2 separate regions of the Mus musculus genome follow, and region 1 is linked to region 2. A link is a contact called in public HiChIP or PLAC-seq data. All regions are on one chromosome and are shown on one strand. The core of a region is the stretch at or near the end of the contact, and the rest is flanking DNA. Distances in the headings are between cores, read along the strand shown.

Region 1 (5,010 bases), core at 594-3,093, 110 kb before region 2:
GAGGGGGAGGGGGAGGGGGAGAGGGAGAAAGTTAAGGAATGGCCCAGTAGATATAGTGCCTGCTACCCAAGCACAGGGAGAGCAGGGCATGATGGTGCACATCTGTAGCCCTGGGGATGGAAACATGGAAGACTCCAAGGTCAGTGAGAAACATTGTCTCAAAAAAATTAAGGTGGAGAGTCAAAGAAGAGGAAACCAATGTTGACCTCCAGCCTCTGTGTGCATACACACACACACACACACACACACACACACACACACACACACACACAAGGGCACGCTTGCATACAAACATATACATGCAGAAACATGTACACAAGCACACACATAAACATGCACAGGCACACGCAAAGGCCATTTTGATAGAATCCAACTACCTGGTTCCCTTCACAATGACAGCAAAAGCCAGGCAGCTGCTATTTGGCTCCATGGTTCACGTGTCTGTGTTTGTATCCTTCCTCACCTGGGCTTCTTTTAATGTAGGGACTGGAGAGGTGGGTGTTGTATTAATGACTATGAGGTCAGCATGCACATCCACAGCCACTTCCCCAAGGTGGCTTAGTCAGAGTTTGGGTGGGGTCCCTTGTATTCCTGCCTGGGTGGTGCCCAGGAGCTGGAATTTCCTAGGATTCAGTCTCCAAGCCAAGCATCTGGAGCAGGTCAGAAATCCTCCTGGACCCCGATGAGCCACAGTTAGCCTTCCATCTCTGAGGACTGAGCACAGTGCTTTGAGTGGATGGGAACTGCAGCATCTGTAGTAGTCAGGGCAGCACTCTGACATCTGGAGAGACCTCCAAGTAGCCTGGACCCACAAACAAACGATGTAAGAACGCTCAGCCTCTATCCCTCAAACTCCCTAGCCATGTCACAGCTTTGCTAGGGAAGCTGTGGGACACGAAGGTCACACAGCTGATGTCTGAGGTAAGCCATGACCCCTGTGGAGCACACCCCTCCTCTCCCCACATCTCCTGTGGCTCCCACTTCCTCACAGCAACAGTCAGTGATCCCAGTGTGGCTGTACCCTCTCTTTCCAGCTCCTCCCCACCATCACTGGCCATACCATGTAACCCCCCCCCCCGTTTCCCCCAGTAGAGCAGGCACACCCTACCTAGCCTGGGAAACTTTGAGCTGGTTGATCGTCTGGCATGGGTTTTTTGGCTTCATTCACTCTCCAAGTCTGCTGAGATACCACTTCCACAATGTCTGCCAAGGGAATAGACATCCAGGAAGCTTCCAGAGTGTGAGTGATTCTAGCAGGCATTTGGACAGTCAAGCCCCACCTCCCGTCCCTGTCCCCAAGAGAACTGTTATAGGCTCCGTTATGCCCAAACAGTTCAGACCCACTAGGGTTTGGGTGAAAGGGGGCCTGGGAACGGGCAAAGCGCTGGAGTCTTAACTCCCCTCACATGTATTCTGAAGCCAGCCTTGAGGCTGGATACCTACAGGGCCACCACCACCACCACCACCCCAGCCCCATCCCTGAACTGACAGAGGTCTCTCTAACCCTGAAGCATAGTTAGTACACAGTAAGTGGGCCCTGTGTGAGCGCAAACCCTACATTTCCTAAATACAGGTCATGCGCAACAAGCAGGCCCCATCCCCAGCCTGTGGTTTGCTTCCCTCCTGCTGCAGTCAGCCTTTCTCTTCCCGGGACAAGAGCTCTCATAGCTCCCGTGCAGCCGAAAGTAAAGCTGGAGAATAGAAAATAGTAGAAGATTCCAGAGATTAGCACAGGAAGAGTGGCAGAGGAGGCAGCCTGCTCTGCAGAGACACAGGAGGTAAGCCCTGTCTCACTTGGTGTTTGGTTTCAGACCCCAGAACAAGGGACTGAGATGCATATTTTACATATCAAAGCAGACCTGGCTTCCAGGTTCACCCAGCATCCCTCAGTCCCTTCCTGGCAGACTCTGTCCTCAACCCTGAACTTTCCAGCCCAGGGGCTGGGCTGCCCTTCCCCTAGAGGCTCTTCCCTATATAATCCAGATATTTTGGTCTGCTCTCTGTTGGCATTCCTTCTATGCTCCACCCAACAGTGACCTAGCAACAGCCAGGTAGGCCTGGCTTGCAATAAGAGGAACTGTTTGGCCTCTCTGACTCTCTGATTCCCTTCACTCTCTCTGACCCCTTTCTCCCTCTCTCCCTTTCCCCCTCCTCCCCCTTTCTCCATGTGCTCCTGGCCAGCCCCGTCTGTCTCTGTCTCTCTCTGTCTCTTTCTGTCTCTGTCTCTCTTTCTCTGTCTCTTTCTGTCTCTCTCTGTCTCTTTGTCTCTGTCTCTCCTTCTCTGTCCCCTCTCTTTCTCTGCCTCTACTCCCTTCTCAACTCCCCTTCCCATGCCCACAAATAAACTCTATTCTATACTAGACCTGTCTAGTATATGACTGGTACCTCGAGGAAGGAAGGAGGGATGCTTCAGTGTGGACCACTGAGTAAAGTACCCCCTCCCACTATACTATACCTCCCTTCTATAAAACATATCCTTGGATAACACATTGCTCTTCTTCTTCTTCTTCTTCTTCTTCTTCTTCTTCTTCTTCTTCTTCTTCTTCTTCTTCTTCTTCTTCTTCTTCTTCTCCTCCTCCTCCTCCTCCTCCTCCTCCTCCTCCTTCTCCTCCTCTTCCTCCTCCTCTCCTCCTCCTCCTCCTTCCCCTCCTCCTCCTCCTTCTCCTTCTCTCCTCCTCCTTCCCCTCCTCCTCCTCCTCCTTCTCCTCCTTCTCCTTTTCCTCCTCCTCTTCTTCCTCTTCCTCCTCCTCTTCCTCCTTCTTCTCCTTCTTCCTCTTCTTCTTCCTCTCCCTTTTCTTCTTTTTCCTTTTCCTCTTCTTCTCCTGTCTCTCTTACCCATGCCCTTTCTCTCTTTCTCTTCCTCCTACCCCCTTCTCTTCCCATGGTGACTTCCCTGGCCTCAGTCCTTGGAGCCAGTCAAATCACCCAAGAGCAGCTTCCCAATAAACATGCCTGTAATATAATCTAATCTGGTTTGAATAGGCTCATTTCACCAGCAGAGAAATAATTTTATCACTTGGGTTTTATTCAAGCCCTCCCCACCTCCCTCACCCACTACAGGAACAGAGAGAGGCAGACACTGTCACTGGCCTTTACAAGTCCTTTGCCAATCCCCCCCCCCCATCCTTTCCCTTATTTTTTGTTCTCTTGGAGCCATGCTACAGGTGGGCAGGCTCATCCCCAAGCCCTTGTGCATCTCTCTCTTAATCTGCTATCTCTTCTCCTGTAACTCTCCATGTGTCTCTGGAAGCCCCAGCAGCCACTCAGGTGGGTACAAGGGGATCCTGAGTCTGACTGGATGGGTCCAGTGTACCAGGTGGAAGGAGAGAACAAGCTCTGGCAAGTTGTCCTCTGACCTCCACATGTGTTGTGGCACACACAGAACCAAGAAATGTAAAATGCTTTTTAACAAGATTACCAGTGTTGGAAACAGACTCAGTATCTCAGTGTTGCACTTTAAAACATTTTTTTTTCTTAAAGACTTATCCATCTTATTTTATGTTGTATTTTGCCTGCATGTATGCATGCGCGTCATGTGTATGTATGGTGCCTGAGGAGGTCAGAATAGAACATCAGATCTGGAACTGGAGATGATTGTGGACTGCCAAGTGAGTGCTGGGTCCCAAACCCAGGTCCTCTGCAAGAGCAACAAGTGCTCTTAACCACTGAGCATCGCTGCAGCCTTCACCTTAGGTTTTGAGACAGAGTCACTGAGCTAGAACTAGCCTGCTAAAGTAGCTGGCCAGTGAGCTTCAGGGATCCTCCTGCCTCTGCCTCCTCAATGCCAGATTACAGGTTCTCAGTTACCTTTCCTTCTATGCTCCACGCAACGATTACCTAGCAACAGCCAGGTAGGTCTGGCTCGATATAAAAGGGAGTTTGTGCTTGTTCTCTCTCTCTTTCTCTTTCTCTCTCCCTCCCTCCCCCCTCCCTATTTTTTTCTGTCTCTGTTCCCTTCTCAACTCCTGTTCCTACGCCCTAAATAAGCTCTGTTCTGTACTATCCCCGTGTAGTATATGGCTGGTACCACAGGGGGTAGTGATGCTTCAGTGTGGGCCAGCGGGAGACATGAGGCACCCTTCACACCTCACCATATCGCACTCTACAAAACGTATTCTGATCTTTTTAATAAAACACAGCATTCAACACTGAATAAAATGGGTGCGGTAAAGAAACCAACGTAGCAGCTCTGTGGGTTAAAAGGAAAAAATTTACACCAAACAGCCAAGACTGTGTCTCAGGAAAGAGGCTGGAGGTTCCAGAGCATGGAAGTCCAGGGTTATTAGGGGACAGGTACCTGGGAGGAGGAGAACCCATAAACTGAGGTGGAAGACTTGAAGTGTGTAGCAGGTACTAGTGACTGGGGATTGAAGGGGCCTAGAAGTTAGCGTGGACCTTGATGTGCAATAGACACCACAGGCGATTGTTAATGGAAATGCACCCTTATGCCAGAGAGGAGGAGAAAGGTTCCTTTTAGCAGGTAGAAATTATTTTCTCAAGACCCTGAGGGGACGCTGGCTTTGCCAGACTTTGGGAAGAGAGATTTCTTGGGACCAGAGACAACTGCTAAACCAAATTTTTTGTTTGTTTGTTTTTACATTTACTTCATTTTTATGTGTTTGAATGTTTTGCTTGCATGTTTGTCTGTGCACCATGTACATGCGTGGTGCCCACCGAGGTCATAGGCACTGGATTCCCTGGTACTAGAGTGATGGGTGGTTTTAGGCCTCCATGTGAGTGCTGGGAGTTGAACACTGGTCCTCTGCAAGAACAAGTTCTTTTAACTATTGAGCATCTCTCTACTTCCAAGCCTGGTTTTTCTAGGTGGGTATGTGACAGCCACAGTTATGTTTAAGTTTTAATTACTGTGCCTAACATATCCATAAAACAACGTGCCTCTAGCCTATAAGCCATTTGCCCGAAGACAGATACTTCCCGAAACACTGGAGGTTGTTTATGGGAAATAAAGGCACGCTTATCTCCTCCCTAGATAAGTGTTTTTGACCCAAC
Region 2 (4,679 bases), core at 79-2,578:
CAAGCACAACCCCCTAACTAGAGGAGACCAGGAGTGTCCCTCCCATCAGTGCCCCAGGGAAGATACTTCCTTTTCCCCCCACTTTGTTTCTGCCGTTGGAGTGACAGTAACAGTCAGCTCAGGCTTAATGTCCTAGCTTTCCTTCGTGGGTTTCTCCAGACTCAGAACTGGCAAGCTCAGAAGTCCTGACATTGTGTTTCTGTCCCTGCCTCAGACTGCACATATTCCTCTAACAGAGTTCCAAATTCCCCCAAGAACGCCATGAAAAAAGTCACTGGTGAAGCCAAACCTAAGAGATGTGTAGACACTTTTACTTCTACATTGTTTTATACACAAAATGATTAGCACTTGATCACGTGTGAGTGCCCTCTCTAGATCCCAAAGATGCACCACAGTGTGTCATATGCCCCATCTGATCCTTAGGCTGTAGAAGAAAGATTTGGACAATGGAACATCCCTACCCTGGTCACAGACTCTCTGGTGAGGTTTAAGCCACCACCTGGGATGTGACAGTAACACAGAAGTTATTCACACCGTGGGTCACTTAGTCCTATCAACTTTTTGAAGATTCAGAGTCACAGCATCTTCATGCATAAATGTGGCTCTGAGCATGGACTTGTCTTTATGTGTCCCTCAGCCCCCTTCAACCCCTCTCCAGGGGGGTAGCTGGGGAGAGCACAGATCACAGAAAACCGGGACCAGAGCTGGAGCAAGGAGGGCTAAGGTGGCCTTCGGATTGTGTCCTTCTAGCCATACACCTCAAGTACTCCCATCTTACAACCACACCCTGCCTGCCGTGTGCTTTCCATCTTGCCCAGGCGTTTGTGTGTGTCCAGTGTAGAATGCCTAGCACCCAGCAGACTGCAGGAGAGCTCGGGTTCTGGACTTGTGCTCAATGTACCAAGGGTAGGGCTCCAGGTCTGCCCCTTCCAAATGCTTCTTGATGGGGTGAAAAAGGGGTCTTTATATCACCTGAACTCATTCATCGGCTGCATGAAGCACAGTCCTGGGACATGCTTTATAGAATGGCCACTCGATGGAAGGTCAGAGGCCCAGGAACCAACCGGCTTCCAGCGACAGCCAAGGGAGAACAGAGTCTAGGCCTGGGCTAGATGACAGGAAGGGGAGGGGGCGTTCCGGACGAAGCCGTGGGAATAGCCCGGCTGCACTCGCGCGGCCGGGAGAACCAAAGGCCTGGGGGGAACCACAGCGGGACGCCTCAGTCCCCGCCCCCACCGGCCTCTCCGGGTCGCGCGTGGGCGCGGCGGGCGCCGATTGGCTGGCGGGCGCGCGGGCGGGGCGGGTGGTGGCGGCGCGGAGGGGCGGGTCACCCCTCAGCCGGCCTCGGCCTCCACCGCTGGTCGCCGCGCCCCGCCCGCGCGCCCGCCGCCACACGTCCCCCGCCGGCGGCCACCATGAGCACAGGACTGCGGTACAAAAGCAAGCTGGCGACCCCAGGTGAGCCCAGAGCCTGTCCGCGTGCCCGCGCTCCTTTGTCCCCGCCGCCCGCCCGCCTCTCACCGTCTGTCTCCGTCTCTCCCCTGCCCGCCGGCCCGGACCCTCCCGGACCCGCCCGGACCCGGATCACGACCCGGACCATGCAGAGGACAAACAGGTACTGGCGTTGCGCCGCTCGGCCGGTGGTGAGATCGGACCGGCTGTCACCCATTGTGGCACCGATGCTGGTGGCGCCCAGGCGTGACCCCGCCCCCGCCGGCCGTCACCCAGTCCTTTGGCGTTAATCGATTGTCTGTAGGGGCAGCGCCGCTGCTCCTGGGGCTACGGAGGGGAAGTGTAGGCACTGCGCTTGGTTCCCTGACCTGTATAGCAGCGGCCTAGGCACCTCCCCAGAAAGGGAGGCTGGGATAAGGGCCTCTCTCCTCTAGTCCAGGGCCAGCATCCCCTTTTTAACCTGACCGGAAGGCCTCGTGCTGGGGGTCCTGGGTGAGGCTGTAGTTATGACAGGCCAGGAATGGGGGGGGGGGCCCACCAGTCTCCTGAGCAATACCATGGGGCCTCTGCTTCATGCCCATGCACCTTTGGGTGTCTCTCTTCTGTGCCTAAATTTATGCTCACTAGTCTTTGGCAGAGCATCTTCCAAGACCTGGAACTTGCAAGGCTCCCCATCTGAGTCATCCTAGCACTAGCCCTCCAAACCTTGAGTACAGCCAGGCTGTGGCCTTCCAGAGGGGGGCTAGCCTGATTTCCCCACCCCAGGGAAAGTACCAGCCTACCGGGTAACCTGTGAAAATCCAAAGGAGCTGAGGGTTGTGAAACCAGAGTGCTGTGGAAGTGGGTGACCAAAGGGATGTCCTCTGTGGCTTGAGCTAGGCCCTGTTTGAAGATGGGGTGGGGGAGGCCCAATTCTGACACCAGAAGGCTTCAGCAAGCCTTGCTGGGGATGGGTGTTCTCGCCTAGCATTGGACTCCAGAGTACTAGACCAGAGTACATCATCAGACAGAGCAAAAGCAGCTGGCAGATGGGGTGAGCCGGAGAGTCACAGTCTCCTGGCAGGGACATGCCCCGCCCAAGGCTGATGAGACTCACTGGGAGGGGCTCCCCCAGGAGAACTGCCTCCCCATCCCAGTAAGCCAGACAAAGCCCGATGGGGACACATGCTATTGTGTAAGGGAGAGGGGGGCCAGAGGCTAGGAAGGCAAGGACCTAGGCTTCTCCTGGGCCTCTGGAAGGTCTTCCAAGTCACCTGGCTGGGGTACTTGCTGCTTAGCACCATCCATGTTCTCCTGTCTGTTGCTGCTAGGATGGAGACCCCTCCCCCTTCCTGATGGAGTATGAGTCCTTCAGGCCTGCATCTGCCCATCCTCTGGTTAGCTAGGAGCCAGCCTTATGCCACTCCCTATCCCCAGGCCTGAAGGAAGAGAGCGCTGGGTGAAGGCAGATGGAGTGAGCCCCAGAACAGTGCTGGAGCTCTGGTGTCCGAGCTGGGACCTTGTGGGCCTGGGGGAACAGTGTGGAATACCTTGGTTCCCAATATGGCTGCACAGGGCCGGGCTTAACCAGGCCTCTTTCTGACTCTAACTGGGGGAGGGGGTAGAGCAGCAGTCTGGGTAGAAGGAGGTGTCTGTCTGCCCTTTGCACCCATATCTCTTCTCAGGCAGTGATGAGGACTTTGTTGGTTGTGCCTGCCGCTTCAGAGCCTAGTCATAATTCTAAGAATGGGAAGCCTCAACAGGCTCCTTCTCACGAAGAGGTGTGTTTTGCTGTGTATGGCTTCATATCCCTGAGGAATATTTGTTGAGCCTCTGGGACTAGAAAAAGGGGGTGCAAGGCTCCTCCCCTAGGGCTTCTCCAGGGAATACACAGGCTATGATGGCCTGCTTGGGTGATACTTAGACAGGCTGTTTGGCTGGGATGTCCCCTAAGCATGTACATTCCCAATGAACAAGTTGAAAGGCAGTCAGTCTAAGACCTACTAGGTCTGTTCAGCATCAGGGTATGGTTCAGCCAAGGGCATCTGTGTGCTCTTCCAGAGATGCCCGCCCTAGGTCGGAGATAGCAACCTGCCTAGGTGATGCTGGGCTGAGAGCTGTGTTTGCGGTGATTGGGGTGGAGTGGGGGGTGAGGGGGTGAGGGATAGGACTCAGTCTAAATGCTTCATGTAGGTCAGACAGGAACCAGTAGCCACTTTCTGGGAGCCAGAACTGGGAGGCTTCTTTTCAGCCCTGGGATGAATGGCTCTCCTGTTGCAGCTGTGGGCTCAGGCTCCTCCCCAGGTGCTAGTCACCCCGGGGGTGCCCATAGCAAGACCCAGGGTGGAGGCCCCTCCAGGAAGCTAAGACGGTGAGGCTTCATGGAGGAGGGGTGGTACCTGCATAGAGGAGGGAGGTCTCCTGGTCCTTTGCCCACTCTGGACAGTGGCTTGTCTAGTTTCTTGCAGCCTGGGGCTGGAGCTCTGATTCTGGTGGGGTTAGAAATGAGGACTGAGGAAAAGTTTGGTGGCTCACAGCCAATGGCTTCCCAATTCCTGGAACATCTGGTACCTAAAGTGTTGGCATGTTGTGGGCAGAAGTTTTGCCTAGCTGAGGGCTAGCTAAAGCTTCCAAGCTCTGAAGGAAGCCGGCCATCTGAACTCTGGCCACTGCATCCCAGGCACCCTTAATTTGTTTTTTTGAGATAGAGTCTATGTAGTCCTGACTGTCCTGGACTTCGCTATGTAGACCAGGCTGGCCCAAAACTCAGAGACATCCGCCTGCCTCTGCCTCTCAAGTGCTGAGATTAAAGACCTGTTCCCCTCACCCACAGCAGGGCTTAGTAGGGGAGATGCGCTCTGTCCTCAGTGCATATGAAGATGCCACGCGGGAAAGAATTTCCCCCAATCACCCGCATGTGCACAAACGCAGGGGGCGGGTAGGAAGGAGTGAGCCTCAAGGAGTGGGGAGGGGTGTGTCTGTGGGTAGTTTGGTTGCCGAGGCATGCATGGTTCAGGGTTTTCGGGTGAAGAGCAAGGAGAGGAAGGTGTTGGCTGGGGCCGCTTCCCCCGCGGTTGCATGTGAGTCCGGAGCGTTCCGCAGCGCCCTCTTGTGGGCGGCAGCGGCGCGACGTCCCAGAGGCAGAGTTCCACGACCGCAGACACCTCGCCGCCCGCCTACGGACGGTCCGGACGCGGCCTCGGGTGCCACGGCTGCGCTCCGGCTCCACGCGGCGCCCCCGCCCGAGC

Evidence for each region. HiChIP or PLAC-seq counts read pairs in DNA pulled down with a chosen protein or histone mark.
Region 1: an HNF4G HiChIP or PLAC-seq map of pancreatic cancer cells shows a contact between it and region 2. The contact joins the enhancer-like site here to the promoter of Septin5 in region 2. A contact is called at or near these places in 2 of 39 promoter capture datasets (both in embryonic stem cells), 2 of 484 Hi-C or Micro-C datasets (embryonic fibroblasts and uterus), 2 of 115 datasets of contacts at active chromatin or transcription factors (forebrain and pancreatic cancer cells) and 3 of 9 other capture datasets (adipose tissue, liver and pancreatic islet).

What each region holds. Positions count from the first base shown.
Region 1 is chr16:18,735,389-18,740,398 of GRCm38.p6, reverse strand. No RefSeq gene overlaps it. Among named protein-coding and RNA genes, the nearest start is that of Gm41428, 6.1 kb to the right of the region's middle. Within about 2 kb of position 1,843, at least 22 of the 459 cell types and tissues checked have an H3K27ac peak or open chromatin away from gene starts, as enhancers often do. A contact at or near this core is called in adipose tissue, embryonic stem cells and pancreatic cancer cells, where this site is marked.
Region 2 is chr16:18,626,587-18,631,265 of GRCm38.p6, reverse strand. It overlaps Septin5 (septin 5), which reads left to right and starts at 1,328. Exons shown (of 12, transcript NM_213614.2): 1 at 1,328-1,458; 2 at 1,605-1,615. The coding sequence starts at 1,416.